Regions from separate parts of the Mus musculus genome. Here regions 1 and 2 are each linked to region 3. The links are chromatin contacts, called in public Hi-C and promoter capture Hi-C maps. All regions are on one chromosome and are shown on one strand. The core of a region is the stretch at or near the end of the contact, and the rest is flanking DNA. Distances in the headings are between cores, read along the strand shown.

The links. Promoter capture Hi-C pulls out the DNA fragments that hold promoters and counts their contacts. A called contact is a pair of places that touch in the nucleus more often than the background predicts.
Region 1: a contact with region 3 is called in a Hi-C map of cortical neurons, with 2.3 times the contacts expected there. The contact joins the enhancer-like site here to the promoter of Wdr35 in region 3. A contact is called at or near these places in 20 of 39 promoter capture datasets (the 3T3-L1 cell line, the C10 cell line, the HPC-7 cell line and 12 more), 1 of 15 datasets of contacts at CTCF or cohesin (the NIH/3T3 cell line), 6 of 484 Hi-C or Micro-C datasets (the AtT-20 cell line, bone marrow-derived macrophages, cerebral cortex and 3 more), 13 of 115 datasets of contacts at active chromatin or transcription factors (bone marrow-derived macrophages, craniofacial prominence, embryonic hindbrain and 7 more) and 4 of 9 other capture datasets (adipose tissue, embryonic stem cells, liver and 1 more).
Region 2: a promoter capture Hi-C map of the C10 cell line shows a contact between it and region 3. The contact joins the enhancer-like site here to the promoter of Wdr35 in region 3. A contact is called at or near these places in 2 of 39 promoter capture datasets (the C10 cell line and embryonic stem cells) and 2 of 115 datasets of contacts at active chromatin or transcription factors (bone marrow-derived macrophages and pancreatic cancer cells).

The regions. Positions count from the first base shown.
Region 1 is chr12:8,752,796-8,755,802 of GRCm38.p6, reverse strand. No RefSeq gene overlaps it. Among named protein-coding and RNA genes, the nearest start is that of Gm4755, 17 kb to the left of the region's middle. Within about 2 kb of position 1,507, at least 10 of the 459 cell types and tissues checked have an H3K27ac peak or open chromatin away from gene starts, as enhancers often do. A contact at or near this core is called in cortical neurons and trophoblast stem cells, where this site is marked.
Region 2 is chr12:8,810,271-8,813,140 of GRCm38.p6, reverse strand. No RefSeq gene overlaps it. Among named protein-coding and RNA genes, the nearest start is that of Gm33418, 20 kb to the left of the region's middle. Within about 2 kb of position 1,385, at least 75 of the 459 cell types and tissues checked have an H3K27ac peak or open chromatin away from gene starts, as enhancers often do. A contact at or near this core is called in pancreatic cancer cells, where this site is marked.
Region 3 is chr12:8,972,187-8,975,285 of GRCm38.p6, reverse strand. It overlaps Wdr35 (WD repeat domain 35), which reads right to left and starts at 1,285. Exons shown (of 27, transcript NM_001159527.1): 1 at 1,107-1,285; 2 at 235-352. The coding sequence starts at 1,130.

The DNA of each region.
Region 1 (3,007 bases), core at 258-2,757, 220 kb after region 3:
AAATAAACCCTTCCTTCCCAAGTTGCTTTTGGTTATAATTTATCTCAGCAATGGAGAACAAAGATAATTACTGAACAGTATTTCACCTTTAGGTTGGTTTGAATTTGTGGCAATTATGGATATGGTCACGTCAGCTCTCCATTCCTGTCAACAAATCACTAACAATACTTTGTAAGAATAGTTTGCAGCCATGACTGGCCCTGTTGCTTTCAAGCAGTAGAGATGTAACATGTCTTGGTGACACTGAGTGACAAAACTGCCTCCTTGCTGTAGTCAGGAGACAGAAGAAGGGAAGAACCTAGGATCCCACAATCCCCTTGGAAGGACAGCACACTTCCAGTAGGGTAAACCGCCCCCTCCCCCGCGGCTCCCTCGCCTGCCAATACTTTCACTATTGGGAGGATGCAGCTCCATGTGAGCCTTTGGGTGACAGTTCCGATGCAGTCTCTTAGAGCTGCTACAACCACTTCATGCCACCTTTTGATGGGGTCATGTGTTATGTATTCGGTGTGTGGAGGGGTAGATCCCAAGGAGTAGGACTGGGGGGTCCTATGGTAAGGCTCTTTAAATTCATGTACACGGAGGCATGTGTGCTGCTCCGGTACTGAACTTCATGCTGTCAGACTGACACCCTGAGTGTGAGGCAGCCAGGAGAGGAGGAAATACAAGGAATGGAACGGGAGGGATGTCACTGCCCTCCCAAAGTGCCTTTCATTCTGAAGCAGCTGCTTCCCTGGGAAAACACCTGATTGAGGTGTGAGCTGGGAGGGGACGTTATGATTTGGAGGGAAATGTATGGCAAAATCACAAGCCAGGATGCTAAGAGCAGCTCTAGGTTCTGGAGGTTGGTGTCTGCTGGAAAGATCAGAATCTCTCAGCTAGAACAGACCAAAGAGTAGGTACCACCTGGCCAAATTCCTGCTTAGAACTTTAGCCATACTGGATTTAGGGCACAGAGTGACTTCACTACAAAGACCTGTTACCAAGTTAGGTTGCATTTACAGGTTCCGGGTGGCCATAAACTGGTGAGACCCAATATTCAAACAGGTACACCACTGATCATGATGCAGACTTAGACAAACAAAATGCATTTTTGTTTTATATAGTCATGGGACTATAGGAGTCAGGGAATAGAATGTGGTTTCAATGACAAATGCCACCCCCACCCGTTTTCTAGCATTTGAATGCTTGCTTGGTTCTCAGTTCATGTCTGTTTGGGGAACCTTAGGTATGTCCTTGCTGTAGGAAGTATGTCAGTGGGGACGGCTGTTTGAGAGCTTAAAGACTTTTCTGCTTGCTCCCCGTTTTGGGTTCTGAGATGAGAGCTCCCAACTGTTTCTGCCACCATGCCTGGTGCTTCCTGCCATGCTTCCTAGCTGTGAAGGTGACAGACTCTTAACCCACTGGGTACATTCGGCCCAAAGAAACCCTTCCTTGTCGCCCTGATCACTGTTCTCACAGCCACAGCAGTGGCTATCTTTAGAGAGCCCTAGGCACACTTCCAGAACGCTAGAAAACTACATTGACTTGCCAGCATGTTCAGGAATTACTGCAGCATGTGCTTCATACAGCAGAGGTAAGACTACTGGCATTTCTTTTCTGAGAAAGGCTGATTGGCAGGATACCTCCACACAGACACAGGCAGACAGACAGACAGACACCTATTGGACTTCTGTTCCCATCAAGTCCAGAGATACTAGGAAGGAGTGGTTTATGCCAGTGGGCAAATTTTCCTTATTTCCACTTTCCTTGCTATAAAGCTAAATTACCAGTTCTTCTGAATTACTGTGGCTTCCTTTGGGCAAACCCAATTTTGATGGTACATGCTCAGACTTACCAATTGGCTGAGCTAGCACAACAAATATATGTATGTGTACCATGTGGGTGTGGGTGCTCAGGGAAGTCAGGGGGCATTGGAACTGGAGTTTCAGGAGGTCATAAGCCACCTAGGGTAGATAATGAAAACTGAACTGACCGGTCAGAGCACCAAGCACTCTTCATCAGCTGGCTCTTTAACAGCAAAACTGCCAGGTTCCTACTATAACTAGGAAGCCTGCCTCTTAGATGTGCTCCTGTGTTGCTGGAGATGACCAAAGGCCAGATCGATGTTGGTCCAAGAGTTGCACATCACTGAACTGTTATCCCTAACTCATGCTGACCATTTAAACTTAAAACCTATGTATAGAATCTACAAGACATTTAGGACTTAGAAAGTAGTTGGGCCTTTAACTTAAAGACCAAAGGACAGACCTCTACTTCCTTCTGTACCACACCTTGAACACTGCAGCCTCTCATCCTCCTGACTTCTAGGTCTAGAGCACCAGACTCATTCCAGAAGCCTTACCCCAGGCCTGGGCGAGTTGTGGAGGAAGAGCAGACAATGAACAGTGTTCCTCTGAGTTCCTTACCCTCTCTGCTCAAACAAACAAACAAACAACATCCTGAGGACAGAGATGACTCAGGCCCTTTCTTGGGCATGATAATTCCAAGAGTTTCACCTTTCCCAAAAAACTGCTTTCATAGCAATGATCAAACCAAGATAAAACTAAACAACTGAAGTCAGAGAAAGATAAGCAATATTGGATTATGGTGTTTCCTTTTCCCACCTACGGAAGGAACAAAAACTTAAGAGTGGCACATGCCTTTAATTCTAGCACTAGAGGGGCTCTATGAAGCCAACTTGGTTTACAGAGAGTTCCATGACAGCCAAGAGCTATACAGTGAAAACTCTGTCTTGAAAAATCAAAACCTTCCACAAACAAACAGACAACAACAACAACAACAAAAAACAACACACACACACAAAACCCGACTAATAATCATAAAAGAATCAAACTCCGGGGCTGCAGCGATGGTTCAGCAAGTAAGGCCCTGAATTCAACTCCCAGCAACCACATGGGGGCTCACAACAATCTGTAATGTGATCTGATGCCCTCTTCTGCCATGCAGATCTACGTGCAGACGGAACACTCATATACATAAAACACCTAAGTAAATCTTTAGTTCA
Region 2 (2,870 bases), core at 136-2,635, 160 kb after region 3:
ATTTCAATTATGTGCTGGCTCCTGAGGACAGGGGACCCAGAATCCCCACTGTCCCAAAGACAAGCCATCTGGGTCCCAAGCCTGTCCTTTAAAGCACACCTCTGAATTAGACCAAGGAACTTCTGGATGGCTATAATACTTCCTGAGAGACAAGTGCTCCACTGCTTTGGTTTGCAAAGGGATGTCCTTAAGTGCTATCCAACCATATCTCAGCTAATAGCATCATCCTGGGGGAGCTTGAGGTGAGAGAAAAGATTCCAGGTCTCTCATAATCTCTAGATAATCACTCACCTTCCATTTAACTATGATGAATGAATAATTGTGGGTCTCAGCTGCAGCAGCACTGGGTATCTTGCAGGCCTGTGTTAGGTCCTTCCTGTCTCTTCATGGGCAGGGGGCTGGAGTTCCTTAGGCCCAGGGAGTAAATGAGGCATTCTTAGCTCCTTGTCTTTCTCATGGATTGAGCCTAGAACCCCTCACTCCACCCCCACACAGGCTGAGAGAATGCCCATGAGTGTGGGAAGAATTTAATTGCTGGACAAGTCCAGATTTGCATCTTTGATCTGTAAACCTGGCAATGCTGGGCGATAGTGAGATGAGATTCGAGCACAGACGCACGTAGGGTTAAAATTCACCTTTGTGGCTTATACTAAGTGACCCTGGACAGGAGCTTCAAGCTCACACCTGCCCCATACCTTGGAATCTGAGTGTTCTTATCCAGAGAACTGGGGAGAGCAGTATCCAGTTCACAAGAGGACATTGAAGGGTGCTTAGACAGTGCATACAAACAGGCCAGCCCACACCTGGTGGCCACTCATCTCACTTTGGAGAACTAGCTGTGTACAGTGATGAAAGTTTTAGATTTCATGGGCTTTCTAGTTCTTGGCACAGTAGGCACTTTATGACTGTCCTAACCTTCACAACAGTCCTGAGAGGACAGCAGCATCACCATTAATAGCACCTTTTCATAGCCCAGGAAACCACGGCAGGAGAGACTATTAAGCCTGACTAAGGTCACCTAGTACATGGGAGAGCTGGGATTTAAGATCTTTGGGCATTGCTGTCTGTCCCAGCTATGCCACTAAATTACACTGAGTTTATTGCACCAGAGGAAATTCAAGAGACATGTTCTTGAATCCAATCAGAATTGTTTACCTAAGGTCTACTAAGGAAATAAGAGAAGTCTCAGTTCCACAGCAGTGTCCTCTGTGGGGTCCAGGGGAACAGCCCCACTCAGGCCTGCTGGGTGGGAAAGCTTTGCTGAGGCCTGGCAGGGTCAACCCTGCCCTGTCATGTCTTTCTCTGCAGCCTGCATGCCAGCCAAGGTGTCTGAACAATGATTAACCAGCAGCGGGCAGGCTGGTGCAGGCTGGGACGGAACAGGGGGTGAGCTCACCCTTACACAATGGCTGCCACACCCGCCTGCCTGGCTCCAGGGACTCAATAGAGCAGGGCCAGGAGGCTCCTAGAAGCTGGGCAATCAGTCCCAAGAGGGAGAAAAGACAGTCAGGCTAGGTACGACAACTCCAGTCTTTGCTATGCCAGCACCCCTCTGTAGCCTTTAGACATTCCTGCCAGGCCTCTTGTGCTGTGGTTTCAGCCTAGCTGGAGATGTCCCATAAACAACGTCATCTGACCACTTTCGACACTGCCTCAGCCACAGAGCATCAACCCCAAGACTGAATTGGAACAAGGAGGGGCTGCTGGGTCCCACTCTTCCAATTCAGAACTTTGGCAGGTAGCGAGCTGGACAGTTGACCCCTCTGTTCTCCACCCTCACCCCCAAGCCTTCCCCACGAGTCTCAGCTCAGGTCTGATCACAGGGAAACACAAGTGTGTGCATGTCCCAGGCATATGTACCCCACACCCAGTCCCTGAGGCCCCTTCCCTGGGAGCACTTCAACTCCTGGGGGCTGGACAGAGGTGGTGAACTCACAACTCATATGTGCCAAGTCTGCCTACAGCCTCCTGCCCTCTCCACACCTGCCCACTCCACCTCCCTGGAGGTTGGGCCTTTTCTTGTTTGTTGAACGAATCACTAAGGTCCTAAATGAACTGCACCCATTTCAGGACCAAGCTTCTGTGCTTTGGAAGCTAGGGAGTCTGGTGTTGGGGGTGGGGCTGTGAATGATAGTTTTCTGTGAAGGAGGAAGAGATGGGGATGCTACACAGGGGGCTGCGGGCTTCTTCCTGCTCCATAACCCTTCCTCAATAAGGAGTAAAAGGTACTTCCCACTGGCCTAATGCAGGGTCTAAGATGAGGTAAAAGATCGTATAGGCCTTCTGGGCATTTCCTCCGAGGTCTTCAAAGGCTACTCAACAATTAAAGAGAAGAAGGAAAACAGGCAAGTCAGTCTAAAAAGCTGCGGCGTGTTTTTGTCTCAGATTTATCAGCCCAGCCTTGGGAGCCCCAAGTTCTGGAAAATACTTGGAACACTGTTTGCTGTTTATTTTCCTGCAACCCAGACTTGAGGGACCCAACCTTCTTACTACCTCTCCTCAAAGGATACCCTCCCTCTTCACCTCTGCCTCCTGCATCCTCTTCCTCTTCCATTCAGTGCCTTACTGGGCTGTGCCCTGGGTTGGAGGGAATTGAACATGCCTGCTACCGTGTAAACTAGAAGCCTATGTGAGCCATGGTGGCATAAGTTCTTAAAGGCAACCTAGTCGAAACTTGAGTGTATTTGTTTATTTAATCACATGACCTGCACAGGAAGCTTATGAAGCAGATTACTTTATGACAGGCATTTTAGAGACAGGGGGGAAATGTAGGAACATTTGCCTGAGACATATACAATTAACATATAGCAGACTGCCATCCGATGCTGCAAAGTAGACCACATGCACAAAAGGAAAAAAAAAAAAAGGCA
Region 3 (3,099 bases), core at 36-2,535:
GTAACTAGTTACAAAGGAAAAGATCCCATGCCCTCTTCTGGCCCCCACAGGCACTACATGCATGTGACACCATAAAATACGTTCAGGCAAAACACCCATACCATAAGAATAAACCCCTTTAAAAAAATTAAAACTTCATAATGACAAATACCATAAGTAGGTCTCACTAGCCACTAGCCACTAGCCACTGCTTTCTACCAGTTTCACACATCTGTACTGGTGATGATCACTTACCTGTCTGTGTCTCGAGTCTTAAAACTTTCAGTAATCCATCCTCACCGCCACATGCTATGAACCCTTGGTCCTTGTTCCAGGATATACATTTCAGCTTCACATTATTGGGAACAGCAATCTGTAAACACGAATCACAGTGATGCTAGCTTTTCACGAAGGAGTTGGAGGATCTCCATCCAGGAGATATAGACAGGCAAACATCTTCCAAGAAGAAACCTGCCCGAACTTGTCGTAGCCCATGTTACCAATCCCAGCACTGAGGCAGAAGGGTGGAAAGTTGGAAGCTGGCCTGGGCTACACAGCAATATCCTGTCTCAAAAAAGAGCATGAAAAAGGGAGAGAGAAACAATAACGCCCTGCAGCAAAATGAACTATTATGAAAATGGCTGTGGTCTTCTTAAATGTTCTGAGCCCTAGCATTCTGTAAAGAAGTGCACATAAAGGAAGGTGATTGCCAAGGAAGCGGGCGGGAACGGGGTGGGGGTGTCTGAACTGAGGCGGGAACTGAGACATAAATTCGTATCGCTGCTGCTCTTACTTCCTTTCCCACACCACACTTATATTTCTCTCTTAGGGCAGACTGTCATAATCTACCTTCTGGATCAACAAGTAGCAGAGGAAAGACCACCAGCGCTTGGTGATCACTTTTTATCACTGAAAAGAAACTTGGCATGACTGGAATGTGGAAGAATCCTGAGAAAGAGCTGCTGGCTCTGCCAAGGACTACCGGAGCACAGAGACCTGTGAGAGGAGATAGGTGACAGGAAGATGGAGAAGCTGCCTGGCAGCCGCCTGCAGTCCCGGGAGAATGCGGGCACCGGCGGGCTACAGGAATGGAGGCGGCGCGACGGCGGTCCCCAGGAGAAACTCACTTTCTTGCTCAGGTAGAAGAACATCGTGGGAACTCGGAGAAGACGACCCACAGCGGTCAAGGCACGCTAATATATAACGGGTTCTACACCTCCATTTGCGAGCACTGGTGGATCGGAGAAGCTCCCGTCGCCTGGCAACCACCGCCGCCCAGTCGCATCCGGGGCGCTTAGAGAACTTCCGGCGTGGCCTCCCGCCCCGTGTTGGTCGTCGTGCGCCTGCGCGGGCGATGGGGCGGCTGTGTAATTGGTGTGGGGTGAAGTTGATCAGTTCTTCAATGCCTTGGCTTCGAGCCTTTCTGCTCTCAGTTTAGCGATCTGCCATGCGTATCTCTCCCAGCGCCGTCCCTTCATCCCCGCCGCTGTGTTACAACATCACGCTAATAGTCGTGCGTCAGGAGTCAGTATAAGCTAAAGGGAGCCCCTTCCAAAAAAGGTCTCAGGAGTTCTGTGTTTTCTCTCTAACCGCTCCACCCGACCCCGACCAATATTCTTGAAAAGAACGTCAGTTGTTGCATTTGGTAGGCTGGCACCATCGGACAAATAAAAAATGGCAGTGCAGATGTGCATTTTGAGGACTGCCTTCTTTGAGAGAACTACAGAGCCCTCTGAAGCAATTTAGGAGTGGGCACTATTATTTTGCGTTGGATTAGGGTTCTTATGGCTGCGACAAAACACCATGACCAAAAAGCAAGGTGAGGAGCTTGAAAGGGTTTAGTTGGCTTACACGTCCATACTGCTGTTCATAATCTAAGAAAGTCAGCAGGAACTCAAACAGGGCAGTAGAAACCTGGAGGCAGGAACAGATGCAAAGGCCATAGAGAGTTTTCTTATAGAACCCAGAACCACCAGCCCAGGGATGGCCCTCCCCAATCAATAACTAGTTTTTTAAAATGCCGTACAGCATTTCAGATAACTCTAGTTTGTGCATCAAGCTGACATAGGACTAGCCAACACAGAATCCTTAAAACACCTTAAAAATTATGTCAAGGGTCCTTGTAATGGGAGTAATATGACCTTTGGGTCATTAAAGCTACAACTACATTGTGGCGTACCCTCCCGTTTCAAAATATGTGAGGTGTTAGAGCTTTTCTATCCAGAGAGTGATTTTTCTATATTTCTCTTAACTTTTTGTACATCTTCCCTCGTGTGTGCATGTATGTGGAAGCACATGTGCAGACCAGAGACCTACATCATGTACCTTCTTCAATAACTTGCCATCTCATTTTCTGAGGCAGGATATCTCCGTAACCTTGGAACTTACAGTGTGGGCGAGACTGCCCCGCCAATGACCTCCAGCATCGCTTGATCCCCTCTCAACACGGGGGTTACAGGTGCAGCACAGCTAACCAGGCTTCTAGGAGTGCTGGGGATCCAAACACTTGTCCTCATGTTTGCAGCAAGCACTTCACCCACTGAGCCATTTTCCCATGTCCCCATTGTCCTTTGGGGTATCCTGATGTTAACAAAGTTCCCAAATCTAGACATTCAGGTGGATCCAGTCCTGTGGAGGTATTTGGTCTCACCCATTTTTGTGTTATTTTTGGTTTTCCTTTTTAACATAATCTGCAACTATCAATATTGGCTCATATATCCTAGTGTGCACTTCATACAGAAGTGTTAAGTTCCCCACTTGAGTCTTCCCTACCACAAGCACACAACCTTTGAACCCTTTGACTTCAGGCAATTGTCTCACCACATCTAGAAGTTAAGGGTCCAAGTGTTTTTTATTTCAGTGTGGATGTTCCTCAAAATCAAACAACAACTAAAACCTAAAGATAGATCTACCATATTATCCAACCATGTCACTATCAGGTACATACCCAAAGAATCGGAAGCAACATAAAATAGAGATGCCTGTACCCCTGTGTTTAACACCACACCATTTACAATAGCCAAGTGGCACAGTCCATTCATAAATTTAAAAAGTGGCATGTGGGGCTGGAGAGAGAATGTTCAGTGGTTATGAGCACTGACTGTTCTTCCAGAGGTGAGG